Regions from separate parts of the Gasterosteus aculeatus genome. Here region 1 is linked to region 2. A link is a contact called in public Hi-C data. All regions are on one chromosome and are shown on one strand. Each heading gives the region's core, a stretch centred on a gene start, on an enhancer-like site or on the middle of the called end of the contact. The rest is flanking DNA. Distances are from core to core; before and after follow the strand shown. Region 1 overlaps klhdc8b (kelch domain containing 8B). Region 2 holds the start of klhdc8b (kelch domain containing 8B).

Region 1 (6,962 bases), core at 4,133-6,632, 280 kb before region 2:
ACAGATATAACATCCCAATAAATCTGTTTTCTTTGTTTTCACACTGAATACAACCTCATATACACATTTCTACTGAAGGACCATACATTAGATCATTCTCATTCTCTATTATACAAACTGTATAATACTCTTTCGAGCCTTATTCCAGCAACATGGTGAAAATAAACAGATATCTGTATACAAGTCTCTAATTAAAAATACATTTGAAGCAACATCGACCCAAAGCTTAGAGAGAACGCACAACTGGTGACAAACACTTTGGGAACCCAGCTGTAATCTGGACAACACCACGACACATCTGTCACCTCACAACCTCAATCCACTACACTAACATCTGGAGGGCAAAAACAATGATCAAACGTGAATTAATAATTATTCTGTTATTGTTCAACTACAAGCCCGAATAGGAAACAAAGGGAGAACACATGGGTTTGCTAATAGGGGGGCAACCCGTTTATGCTACCTGCAGGTGTTGACGCATTTCCCCGTTGCCCAGGAAACAGTGTCATGTTTTGCCCGCACAGAAAAAGAACAACAACCCTCGAGACGCCTTTTAATTGACAAATAGAACACACGGCTCGGTACTGGAGTCATAAAAGGGAAAGCGGTGTAAATTCACCGCTCCCCCCCCTGCCCCACCTGGCTCTGCACTGTGCTTTATGCACCATCATTGTTCAGTCCTGGGGCTTTCTTTTGTGTTTGTTGGTTTGTTTGTGTGAATTAAGGCACTTCGTGCCTACACTAAAACAGGGCCCTGAATGCATCTTGGACTTTGTGTATCTACAAATGTTTGCGAGGTAATAATGCGCAAGGCAACGTTTCGCTTTTTTTTACGTATTTGTGGGACCTTTTGCATTGAAAAATAAAATTTAGAAATCTTCTCTAAAAAACAGGATGGGTCAGGTACAGAGAGGGCGGGAGAGAGAAAAGCAACAAGCAAGGGTAGAGCTGGCTGTGGGTCCCAGGAGTCCTTGGGGACTGCAGTGTGACATGTAAGAGCCGGAGGAACACAGAGACTGCAGAGGAGACCTCGTCCTACAGACACCTCGCACAACAAAAGACGGGGAGTGTGTGTGTGTGTGTGTGTGCCGCGGTGCAGAGGGACTAAGTTAGCTGGTGCACGAAGTGGAGTGTTTAACAGCTGAGGAGCCAGATGTTTGAACATGTGCGTCAAACACTGATGCTTGGTGAGCGGCCCTGCGCTCTGCGGATTAGTCTCACTTTACATGTGTCGCTTCCTGCTCGTTCCAATAAACTTCCGACGTAGCTTTGCTTAGTTTTTAAGTACACTCAAACAACAGCTGCACTTGCTAGGTGGAGGTTTAGTTTAAAATGAAATATCTATCCCCACTGCACCACCTCTAACACTCACGGATGTGTTTACAATGGAGATGGTTTTAGGTCGACTGTGAGGGGATCGTATCAGTCTGTGGCTCCGGGTTACTGCAGGAAAACGGGTGGCACGTTTCCCTGGGGAACAGCTGGACACCAAAGAGCTCAAAGAGAGGAGAATAGGTCCATGTTGAGTCTGCAGCTTGTGCTGCTGACCCCGAGTGGCCAATAAGAGACCAGCTAATGGACCTTTAAGATCAAGTGTAGCGACAATCAGCCATTAAAAATGCATTCAAAGAGCAGCAGAGCCATTAGACTTTCTAGGTTCATTTGTGTGTGTGTCTACTTTTCAAAACGCACATCCCTCTCCCACACACTCTCACAGACTGCGGTGGATTCAGGCTGAGTAGTGAATGGAGAGAGTAACAGTCCCCAGCCAGCAGTGCTGCTTACACACTAAATGCTCTCCGTGTTCCCTCCCAGCTTTTGTTGAAGCTGCCGGATGGACCAGTGAGTGATGGACTGCATTCTAACAGCTCTGCTCTCGGCTCCGCAAACAAACAACACACCGGGTGTGTCTGTGTGTGCGTGCGTGCGTGCTGGTGTATATGTGTGAGTGCCTTAACGCACTCAATTAAATGCACACAACGCTGCACCAAAAATAGCCGACCCTCAACTGGCATCACATCTGAGCTCCAGCGGCTCCGGCGCTCAGCAACACGAGTCCGACTGTGTTAACGAGGTCTGACCAGATGGTGCAGACCAGACACGTGTAGCCAATGGGGCATGACAGGTAAGAAGAGACGTCTATCTGTGTGTGTGTGTGTGTGTGAGGGAAACAAGGCATGTACCGTGGGTCGGCAGCGGTTCCTTTTCTCTCTCCCTCTCTCTCTGAGTGCAGATGGCTCTTTTTAAATAGTTTCCTGTATTGAGAGGCATAATTGGTCTATTTCATTTTTCATGCTAACGCAACAATTATTTTGTTATTAATAATGGTTTGAACGAGGAGGATAGATGTACAAAGAGGCCGTCGGCGTGAATCTTTGCTCTTTGATGTGTAGCTTTTAGTAAAAGCACACCAAGGTGCTCCCACTGCTTTAGTGGCAAAAAGGCCTTTCACACGCTAAATAGATTCAATTTGAAGTTTTTCTTTTCTTTTTAAGCCCGTACCGTCATCCATCATTATTTGGCTCACTGCACTCAATATTTCAACCATTTCTGTTGCATGAATTGGACGTGTTGTATCTTTTATGTTGTCCATTCCGTCCATCCCGGGAGATGGAGACGGGTCCCTCCTCGACCGTTCTCACCAGTTTCTTCCTTTATTTTTTTGGGGGGGGGGGGTCGTGTGCTGATGTGAGGGTCTTGGGAGTGATGATGTCATACGTGTACAGACTGTAAAGCCCAAAGGCCAATTCGACCGAGGCTGCTCGCCACGTGGTAACACAGTGTAATTCCTTTGATTTATGCCCAACCTCGCCTGCTGTCCATAAACCTCTGAATCTGTCACAGAACCTTTCCACATCCACAGGTTAACAGTTAAAACAAGAACCCACCTACATTGACAGTGTTTGGGGGTCATATGTGGTATAACCCCTGAAAAAAAGCTTTCTCCTAAAAGGGATTCTTTTTACGAAGCCAAAACAAGTACTTCAGTTGCCTTAATCTAACCAAATATCGTTGTTGTGTGAATTAACATAAAAATACCTAAACCTACATGAGTGATTTATTTTGAAAGGAGACTGTATGCTCCTAATGAGCAGACACGTTTCCTGTAACCAAGTAAGATGATTGTAAAAAATGTAAGCACAAGCAGAAACTGACAAATCCCAAACAGAGGCTGGATGGGTACCGAGAACATCACAATTTGAACCAAGCCGACGGTTGTATGTTTTACAACCTCCTTCCTGAGCAAGCTACACAGCTTACAAAGAAGAATGGACCTTTTTGCACTCAAAAGACTATTTAGACTGATTATGCAGACTGGGGTTATATCTAAACGGGCTATTTCACTCACATTATCATAAAATCTCATCTTGCTTATAATTATTAAATCATCACCTGAACCTGAACAACAATATTGCCGAGGTATCAGCCCCGTAAAAATCCCCTTCTCATTTTATCCATCATCAGGCTTCAAGACATCAAGTTTAGGAAAATAAAACAATTCCACCACTATCGCTCAAACAGACTCAAGGGGAACATCACATGTCAGCGGGCTGTTGTGCAGGGTGTTATTTATCTGTACGGACGCTTCGGTGCAGCAGGTATGAGAAGCTCTGCATTCACTGCACGAGCATCTTCCTCCTTGAGCTACTGGAGATGGATGGAAATGGATCGCTGTGGTGCTGGTAGAGGCTGGATGGATGGACAGCAGAGCGAGATGCCAGCAGCTCGGACCACAGTCAGCTTTTCTGCAACTAAAGGAACCAGGGAAACACAGTGACTGTGGTCAACGCTTGACTGGCAGGCAGCTGCTTGGGGTGCGAGAAGGTGTGGAGAACGTGTTAAGGGACACTGTTGTTGACACTGGAGTAGCACTTGCTAGCAGTGCCACAAAGAGACAAGAAGAAGAACACAAACAGACATTCACACAACTAGAACGGCACTCTCTAAAACTCGGTCGAGGTCATAGAAAAGTGTCCGAGCTCCCTTACGCAAAGAGCGCCACCGCCGCGAAAAAGACTTACAGATATGGCCCTATCTTCCTTTTAGTGTCCAGATAATTACCCTGCTTTTATTCTGAAAAATGCTGATCAGGTCAAAGGCGTGTTGTTTCTCCAGACACCGTGTGTGTGTGTGTGTGTGTGTGTGTGTGTGTGTGTGTGTGTGTTTGTTTTTGGCTCATGTCCCAGTGTGCACAATCCATCAGTTGGAAAAAAAAATGGTCGAAAACGCCAAGTGCGATTCCATGGATCCATTTCACGTGACTAAAATACGGATCCCACTCTGGACTCCTGCGCGTGTCACACGGTTTCAGGTGAGCAGAGGGCCTCCAAAGCGTTACTGGGTCCCTGGGAGACCCCGCCAATGACAAACAGCATGTTGGCTGTCTGCAGGAGGGCGGAGGAGCAGCGCGCGGTGGGCATTGGCGCCACGTACTCCCAGCGCCGCTTCACCGGGTTGTAGCTCTCCACCGTGCCCAACGGCGTCGGCTCGTTCCCTGCGAAATGAAAAAGGAACGCGTTTATGTTTTGAATGCATCATCACACGGGTTGGAAACATGTCTGCACTAAGCAAAGGCTTTAATATACAAATATAGCTCATTCTATTTAAATAGATTTAGACGCCTCAAATGTTCATATAAATCAAGATAAAAGGTGTCAGAGGTGTGGATTTCATGTTTTGGCTCCTGTGGCTCAGAGGATTCAAATCCTCAAATCGGCATTTTTATTTTGACTAAATTCACATTCGTCACCTAAAGATTATGAATGCGTATTAATAACACGCTAAACAAAAAACATGTCCCGACACACTTCACCTCCAGTCAGTGCGCTGAGAGCAGAATAAACACACACACACAAACAAATGCAGACATTAAACATCCAAAGCAGCATCTGCCACAGCAACGTGATGGTGAATCACCGTGACTCCATCAACACCTGGAATGGTGGACGAACTGTTCTGGTACACTAATGGCCTCCCCGAATAGAGCTTTTGTCTGCAGCTTGAGAGAACTTAGCGTGAACATCCAAGCGGCTTTCGAAGGAAGGTCCCGACTCCAGAGGAGGAAGTCACCACGTGTTGGTCAATCATATCAATGTGCTCGATTAATGCAGCTTTAGGTATGAACTAGAATCACTAAGCAGTCATTTATCAATGGCTCCATCATTTTATCCAATTGGATATTTCCGTCACATGAATGCGAGAAACAAGCTGTGACATAAACGTGAGCTCTAAGTGATCTTTGTTCCTCTTTGAGTCCAGGCGGATTTTCGTACCACATTTGCGTTTCATCTCCTCTCTGACGTCTGATGTTCCTCCTCCCGCTTCGACTCTCCTTCCCTCCCCCTCCATCTCACCCCAGGTGCAACGCTCACTGTCATTTTATATCAGCCGCTGTAAGTTGTTGCCGTCGCCATGGAGACCCCACGTCACAGCGAGACCCTGCGTGTGTAGTGTTTGTGTCCGAGGAAGACTATTATCATCGTTTGGTTGAAGGGAGAGAGCGTTGGCGAGCCGGCTTTTTCAAAGCAATCTTGGCCTGCTTCCCCTAAAACACACACACGCACACACACACACACACACACGCACACACACACACGCACGCACACACAGAAACGTTCTCTTGGAGCTCAAAGGCTTCCTATCGTAGCTTTGATTCCCGGCAGACAGACGTCATGTCGATTGTCCAGCCGCTCCTCTTGTCCTCCGCTCTGCTCCCTCTCTCCTCCTCTCCTTTGTTCCTCCTCCTTTCTTTACTTTCATCACTTTTTGCTGTAATCCCTTTTGGCTCTTCCTGCCTGTCTCCGTTAAGCTCACCCTTTCACCTCTTTACTTTATTCAATTGCTCATCTTTCTTACTTTTTCTCTTCTTATTTCGAATCCATTCTGTGAGACGATTCTCTTCTTCTTTTTGTCTCCTCTGTGCTCCTCATGCTCTCTTCTGCACAACTACTCTTTCACTATTAGCTTCATGCTGTCGTTTAGCTTTATTAATGTTGGAGAATGACTAAGCTAACTCAGGTTGTATGTATGTTTGTTTGACTCATTCGTTCTACGGCGCTGACTTTGAAGCTGATCAATCTGCTGTTTTGCAGTCAAACGTCTACTGGAGGTCTGCTTGGATCAGTGAAACGGAAAAGCTGATAATATAAAGCTAGAACGCAATTTCCACTATGCTTTTTAATTAGATGATTGTGCACGCAAGGCTGGGCCACTCCTGAAAGACATCAATCGCACGGAAAAAAAGCTTGCTTCAAAAATATCATTTTCATCCTCTGTTTACATCTCCATTCTTCAGCCCTTCCCAAAGCCCACAAGTAATTATTTTTCTGTCTTCTGTGTTCACCTCACCAACTTCTCCCCTCTTCTATTTTGAGATTGCACAGCATTACAAACCAGCAGAGGACTTTGTGCTAATGTTTCATATGCCAACTGCATCATTACAAGCCCACTTTACAGTATTTATCATATTCCAGCAGGGATTTCTCAGCACGCATTGTTCATTAATTCTGTTCTCTGTAACAGAGATTTGTTTAGTATAATCAAGAACATGGTCAACACGACTCCTCAGCGGCTAGAAGAAGTAGAACCTGTGTATGTTACAATTATTTATTAACAAGGAGTCTACAACCATCACAGTATGTGCTGTCCAAACTATGTCCTATTAGCATTATAATAATAAAGTCGTACACATTCAGCCTTTGTAAATATATGAGTAAGCTGTGTTCACGACATTATATTGGGTTATTTATTTCTACAGCAACATGCTCTGTAGGATTGTAAACTATAAATGCCGAACAAACCCCACGTCGGTAACACAACAGACACAAGTCAAGTTCTTACAACAAGCAAGACGTTATCTTTGACAAAATGGGATTTAGCTACTTAAATGTTTGCATGATAAACATCAGGAGAGTCACAGTGATTAGAGAATGCAATCTTTCTTAAAGGGGCCGTAGCTCTGA
Region 2 (7,010 bases), core at 3,827-6,326:
TGGTAATACTGTCAACATCAAAGCCTGAGCAGGATGTGGCATTTCCCCTCCTTTCATTTGCCTTCGTCACATGTCAGACTGGGCCGTCCGTGTGCACGCAAGTCCTCGGGGGCAGGTGTCTCCCTCCCCTCCCTCTGGTTGGTCAGATCGTGTTGCATCATCATCATCAATTGAAAAATGGTGTTCTATCGTCGCCATAAAGTTCTGCCTGTGTGGCAACGTCTCACCACGCCTCTCCAGCACGTATCGAAGCGATCACACCAAGCGATCAAAGAGCAATCAGCGTCCGTGAGCTGATGCCAAAGTAACACCCACTGCTCCATGTGGCAGCAGTCACAGCCGTTTGTTTCCCTCCAATCAGAAGGCATCATGGCACATAGTCAGCTGTGTTTCTACTAAACCTCTAAGCCATTACAGTAATTAGTTCATCAAAACTCCCACCCTTGCTTTGAAGTATGTGCAGCAATTAATGGGCATGTAATCAAACTAATTTCAACTGACTTTTTTCTCAAGAAAAAAAAAAAAGATTCTATTGTCATCCTAGTCTCGACAACGTATCAACCTGGAAGTAAATCTTTATTATATCTATTATTATGAATCCACATTTTGGCAACGTGACAGAATCACAGGAGTGCAAAGCTTTTGCAGGTGTATGGGTGGGGTTGAAAATGAATTACGGGTGTAGTCAGGCCAGGGGAGGAGGGGAACTCCAAAGATTTCCATCCTGTTTAAAGTGGTATTCCTTCGCCAACAAGTCATGTAGCAATTTACATCCATGTACGTCCAAAATGTCTCTATGTCTTCTATTAGATATTTGTGTGAAATTGAAGAAATTCAAACGCCCGCCTGGAGGTGATCTGAGACATCACATTTACTGGAATGGACCAGACGGCCACCAATTCACTTCAAAAATAGTATAAAACCTTTTATGGCTCCATGGGAATCTGTGCGGAGCCTTGTGAATGTCCTCAGCTGATGAGGTCTGAAATGAAACACGTCTGCCTTCATCTCTTGCTTGCAGCGCAGCACATCCGGATCTCTGACCAAGTGAGCGGCGGAGTTGAGTTGAGTTGAGCGGTATGATGAACTTTTTTGCCGGAAAAGAAAAAGAAACTTCTTTTCCAAAGCCGTTTTTTAGAAATGCCTGAGCATAAAAGGCAAAAGTGTAACTAATACAATTAACACTCAGCCGAGAGAGAGAGCGAGCCCCGCTGCCCAGTACGGCCCGGAAACCATCGGAAATAAACTGAATCCAGCCATCATTTAGTGCCCTTAAGCAACCCGCACTTTTCCTGCAGTGACATTTCAAAGTGGCCCAAGTGAAGAATGTTTTTCATAGAAAAAATATATATTTTAAAATAACTTGCACGTCATATCAAATAAAATGTATGTATTTATTTATTAATGCGTTGGAGTGAATGTAAAACATACATTTGCTGCATTGAGCTGCAACAAGCCATGAGCCTGGATGTGCACTCGGGCTCTTCATTCCAAACACACCACTGGGCTCATGCCAAGAGGACCAATTTGGGATTGGCCTTAATCCAAGAGGACCAATTGTTCCCAACATGTGAATGGGACATAAAACTTGTGCATGACAACACGCTTCCCAGGACTCCAACTGTCCTCCGCCGGCTCTCTAATCCCACCAGCCCCAACAACACACACACACACAACCATAACACACAAACCTGTTTGCCCGAGCTGCTATGTGCACTTGAGATAATCCCAAACTCTGCAACAAGCTGTTTGAATCATTGGCTGTCTCGGCGAGAGTTCAATGAGAAGATTGGTATCACAATCATGTCTGTGCTTTAGATATTAACCTAAACCCAGCAGATATTAAGTTTAGCTTAGCATAGAGAGGCATAGAGAGCCCTACTGCTGGCGAGCTAAGCTGCTAGCATTTCTGCCCCGCGGGCTAACCAATTGGCTCAGTGAGCTAATACGGGCTTTTTGTTCCAAATGGACTACTAAGAGGTAAGAACTGAGCTATGCTTTTGGAATTTATCCATGAAAATGACATTGAATGGATGCAATGGGTTAGCTTGAGGGGCCGGGGGGGTCAGCGTTTTACCTGCTGTGTGTATCCTAAACTGAGCAACTGCTGGCAGGAGCCTCATCTTTAGCATACACACACGAGTGGTATCAAACACCTGTAAGCTTCCTCTAACTCCGGCAAAATGTCAAACTAGTTCAACTAAACAACCCTGTCTCGGTTTTCTGCCGTCTTCGGCCGCGTAATTGTTATTTGGTCTCTATACACCACCTGTTAATTCCTTTGTCCATCTCCCTCCACCTCACTCGCATATCTCCTCTGTGCCCTGTGTTGGGAGGCTGCATGTAATCATCACACTTAATCCTCTGATGGGCATAATGGCTCAATTCCACGCTCATCCACCCGGGTTGATGTTTGTAGTGTGTGTGTGGGTGTGTTGCACTGTCCCACACACACCACGTCAATCACATCATAGACAATTTGTACTAAACGCACACACCAACTCTGTGGAGCAGAGTTTGTGGCTCTCATTAATCAAAGTATGCATAGAACAATGTTGTAGTTGCACTTTTACAATTTTGGACAGATGAATCTCACCTCCTCTGTATTATGCCTGTACAGGTCTTATCACATCTCTTTAAGTAGACGTACGGTTATGCCCCGTTAGCGTGGTTCGTCTCATCCGTACTCATTTAGTACCAGGTACTTTTCTCTGTTTCGGTTTCTGAGCTGATCACCATAGCGACACCGCAGGAAATGTCTGACATCGTGTACGATGTAGTAGGCAGGCTGAATTCTTTCTTTAATTGACTGGAAAAAAACAAAAACATGATTACTTTCCATATTGAAGATTATTTGGCCCTTTTAGAAAAGGGTGGTGTGTGCACGATGTCCCATCTCGAGAAATCCAATTGGCGTTCTGTCGAGGGAACCAGTACGATGCTAACTTTGAGGAAGGACTCAAAATACGTCTCTTTGTAGGCTTAGCAGTCTCCCAGCATGCACCAGGGCAAAAGACTTCATAGGAGGCCGTCATGCACGTCCTGTCTCACGACAATGTGGGTTATATATACATATTGCAGTGCGTTCTGTCAGCATAGCACGAGTAATGAGAGGAGCCCTATGGGGCTCAGGACCTCTTTGGTGTGATCCGTAGATCATAAACGGCTCTTCAATTACGGCAAAACACAAATTGGTCAGTGGTACCAAAATGCAATAGTTCATTATGGCATATCGATTAGAATAAATATAATGAGCGGATTCCCTAAACCAACGTGGGGCCACATAGGCTGAGCACGGCTTGTGCACTAAACTGTGCATGTACTCATGGTTAATAGATGAGGCCCCGGGCTGCCATCCGCTGCTCTCAGGCGATGTGGCCATGCAGCACAAATCGCTGCTCATTCAACTGGAGGACAGGCCTCAATTCCAAGATCACAAACAGCTAACTAATAACACATAATAGGTCAGTTAGGGATGACCAGGTTAACCGGATCACAATGAAATGAACACAAGATGTGGTGAATTTGATAGAAAGCAGAGAAAAGAGACGCAACGGGCTGGACAGATGTGAAAAGCAGTCATTTCTTCGTTTGCCATGTGAAGCCGGACATGGCTTCAGGGACACGTGCGCTCTGACCTGAGGTTTGACCTTTGGGATAAATGTAACTGCAATGGGCTAAAATCGCACGCGCAACACCAAAGGGCACAAGAACAAAAGTATTTCCTAAAAACGTAACTGGGTGAAGCAAATCAATTTGCTCCACTTACCTCACCTATTACATTACATGTCATTTAGGTGACGCTTTTATCCAAAGCGACTTACAATAAGTGCATTCAGCCAAAAGGATACAAACTCAGAAGAACAAGAAACAAGAAATAGCGCAACATATAACACCGTGCACTTCGAACAAGCCATTGTGCCAGAATCGGCAGCTAATCTCAGATATTAATCATTTCGACCCTCAGACAGTCCATCTGCCCCCCCCCCCCTACTGCTTCTGCCCCGACGGCGGCAGCGAGGCGCAAGCAGCCTTCCCGGGGAGCCCCCGCTTTGTGCCGCACGGTAACGGCTGCGCGCACCGCTGCGCCGGATCCGACGAGACAGGACCACATGCTGCACGTCAGCGGGGGTCCTGATCAGGCAGATGAACTCATACCAAGGTGGGAGAAACCGTTCGCAGGTCGGGTGGGCACAGTATGGCAGCAGAGAGGGGGGGGGGGGTAAAGCGGAAAGTTGAAGTTGCTCCAAAGCCCCAATAAAGACTCCGAGGCAATCTACCAGCGGTGGTTTCACAGCTGCATCCAGATGTTGGCCAAGCGCACCTGGCTCGTCTCGAATAAGACGCATCTCACCAAACAGCTGGATGGATGTGACCCCGCGACCTCAAACTCTAAAGGCTCGTGGCATCGTGGCGCGGCGCGAATACTTAACATGTTCAGCGTCACTTATTGATTATATATATCGCCATTCCAAAGAGCGTCGCCTCACAATATAAACTCTTTTTGTGACGATCGTTGCTGTGCTTGATCCCCGGCCACCATTTTCTCGCGACAATGCCGTCATTAAACTTACGACTCACACCTGTTCAGACAGAGCTGATGTCCATCAGCGGCGCGCGCGCGCAGGTGAAGCTCCCGCATCCAAAGTCCTCCAACGGGCGCGTAAACCCGATTTATTTATTTCTATTTTGGAACAAGTCGGCAGGAGAGGAGGAAAGTTTGGTGACGGCGGTCCTTACCGGTCTCCTGCCCGGTGCCTCGGGGGTCAGGCGCGGCTGCGCGTGAGCTGTGGGACACGGCGCGTCCGCGGAGGACGCCGCGCGGCAGAAACACGGCTGCTGCTCCCCGTTCAGCGACGGAATCCCACGAAACCAACAACCTCCGTGCTCCAAACAGCTGGCTCCACGGTGCTCTCCCCCCCTCGTGCCCCCCTCACTCACTCACTCACTCGGGCGCGCGCGCGCATGTCTGCAGTCGCGGTCCGTCGCAGCTCGTCCCCTCCGCCAAACACCCTCTGCATCGATGTGCGCTGCTTGGAGACAGCTGGGGGGCTTCAGGTGAGTCCGCGCTCACCTGAGGGGGGAGGATGGTGCCTCTGGGAGGTGAGGGGGTCCTCGGAGCGCCGCTGCTGCCCTCATGTGGTCTGAGGGATCCACATATTGTCGCTTTAAAGACACAAAGTGGCTTTTAATAGTGATGTTAATGTCTTTTTTAATGGTATTTATTTTTTACTTTACTTTTCATAATAAAGGACTTTTGTCTTGTAGGAAAGGTGCTATCCAAATGCATCAAGTGTAATAAATGTATATTGCAGTTTAATTCTTCGTAATAAAAATAAAGGAGGAACCATGTTTCACGTGGAGGAGCAGCTGGGCAGAAGCTGATGGACTGCAGCAGTAATTCCAGCTGTAACCGGCAAAGATGAGCGCTGTGATGAAGGTGTGGGGCTCCACGATCAGGAAAACATGCAACTCTGTGGTATTGCTGTAAATATTAACCACTGACAGATCAGAGCGCGGAACAGAACTAAAGCAATCGTTTTTCTGCTTTGCAGGCAAACCAGTAAATGTTGGATCATCAGGACGGACCTCAATGTGTGCGACCAAGTACAGACGCTCCAGGACAGAAGCAGCGCTTTCGCTTTTAAATCAGGGAGCTAATGCATCTTTGTCTTGGATATTTTCTTTGAAACATTAGTAAGAGAATAACACATTTTTAAAATGTACACACACAAAAAAAAACACCAAACAATTCAATGATAAACACAGCAATTTATTCAACAGCGACTAAAAACATTTACTATTAGAAAAATAAAATGTGAATCATTTGCGTGGCAGCATCAGAATAATGTGGTATATAGAAGTCTTCATTGCACAGTACCAAAGTACGTTAACATTGCTTAGGAGAAGCTTGTTGCAAAGCTCCTCAAGACTTAACAAATTGTTGTCCTTCCATACAAAGTGAAAACCTCTGCAAACTGCATTGCTTCTTTAGAACACACAGGATCACTAATGAGGTCTTAAATAACGCTGCACCGTTAACGTGCTACTTGCAAATAGCACTTCCAAAACCCACGTTCAGCCCCATATTTCTATAGATATCACTGCGCACACCAATTTATATATATTTATAAATATATATACACACACACACACACACACACACACACACGATATGAACTGCCCAGACTAATGCATCTGGTATATTACACCAGATTGTGTCAGGAAACAAGAGTTATGGATCTATATGGAGAGTTGTTATTAATATCAAAATATATAAATCACTGAGATTATAAGTCTTTTCTGATGCATGCCGTCACAATTGTTACAGTAATTACAGTAATCTGGTACTTTCTAAGTCAACGAGAAGTCTTCAAGTTTTATCTGTCCGTTCCAGGCGGAAGAGAGACAATGCAGGCGAGGGCCAACATTGGAAGTAAGAATCATCTAAAAAGGGAAAAGCTACAGCAAAGCGACGAGGAGCAGTAAACTAAATGAACTGGTGGATTCTAGCGGCCGGCCAAGTAACACAAGGCTTAAAGGGCTTTCACCCGACACACATCTCAGACCAACAGTCTCCTGTGTCTGCATCCTCCACCGGTGCCGGGCTTGTGATGTGGTGGGTCATGTCGTGCGGACAGACGGACACGGGGGAGAGTTGTGCTCTAGGTTGCCCCCTGCTGGAGGTTTCTCTCATAGTTTTCCAGACAGATGTGGACGCGCTGAGTGAAGTAGCTTGGCTGAGAAATGGCCTGCAGGAGGTCGGTCTGGACCAGCGTGATGTCATAGAGCTCAGAGGTGCTGGCTGTGCGCGTCTCAGCGCCACCTGGGTCCAAGAACACCTGGGGAACACACACACAGAACAAAAAGGAGCGGGGAGGGGAAGTCAGGTTAGCTTTGTAGACCACGTCTGTCAAAAGACAATTGATGGAAATATACCTGCCTAAAAAACAAACATTACAGCGAGTGCATGTCGGGAGATGACGTTTGTTACAACACACTGACGGGTT

Evidence for each region. Hi-C and Micro-C count contacts between places; a contact is called where the count stands out from the background.
Region 1: a contact with region 2 is called in a Hi-C map of skeletal muscle, with 5 times the contacts expected there. The contact joins the enhancer-like site here to the promoter of klhdc8b in region 2. A contact is called at or near these places in 2 of 6 Hi-C or Micro-C datasets (both in skeletal muscle).

What each region holds. Positions count from the first base shown.
Region 1 is chr2:18,837,626-18,844,587 of fGasAcu3.hap1.1, reverse strand. klhdc8b (kelch domain containing 8B) reads right to left here. Exons shown (of 6, transcript XM_040192274.2): 6 at 2,654-4,495. The coding sequence ends at 4,299. Among protein-coding and RNA genes, the nearest start is that of LOC144383807, 15 kb to the left of the region's middle. Within about 2 kb of position 5,382, at least 1 of the 9 cell types and tissues checked has open chromatin away from gene starts, as enhancers often do.
Region 2 is chr2:18,558,385-18,565,394 of fGasAcu3.hap1.1, reverse strand. It overlaps klhdc8b (kelch domain containing 8B), which reads right to left and starts at 5,076. Exons shown (of 6, transcript XM_040192274.2): 1 at 4,741-5,076. It overlaps LOC120828735, which reads right to left. Exons shown (of 6, transcript XM_040192272.2): 6 at 5,753-6,842. The coding sequence ends at 6,666.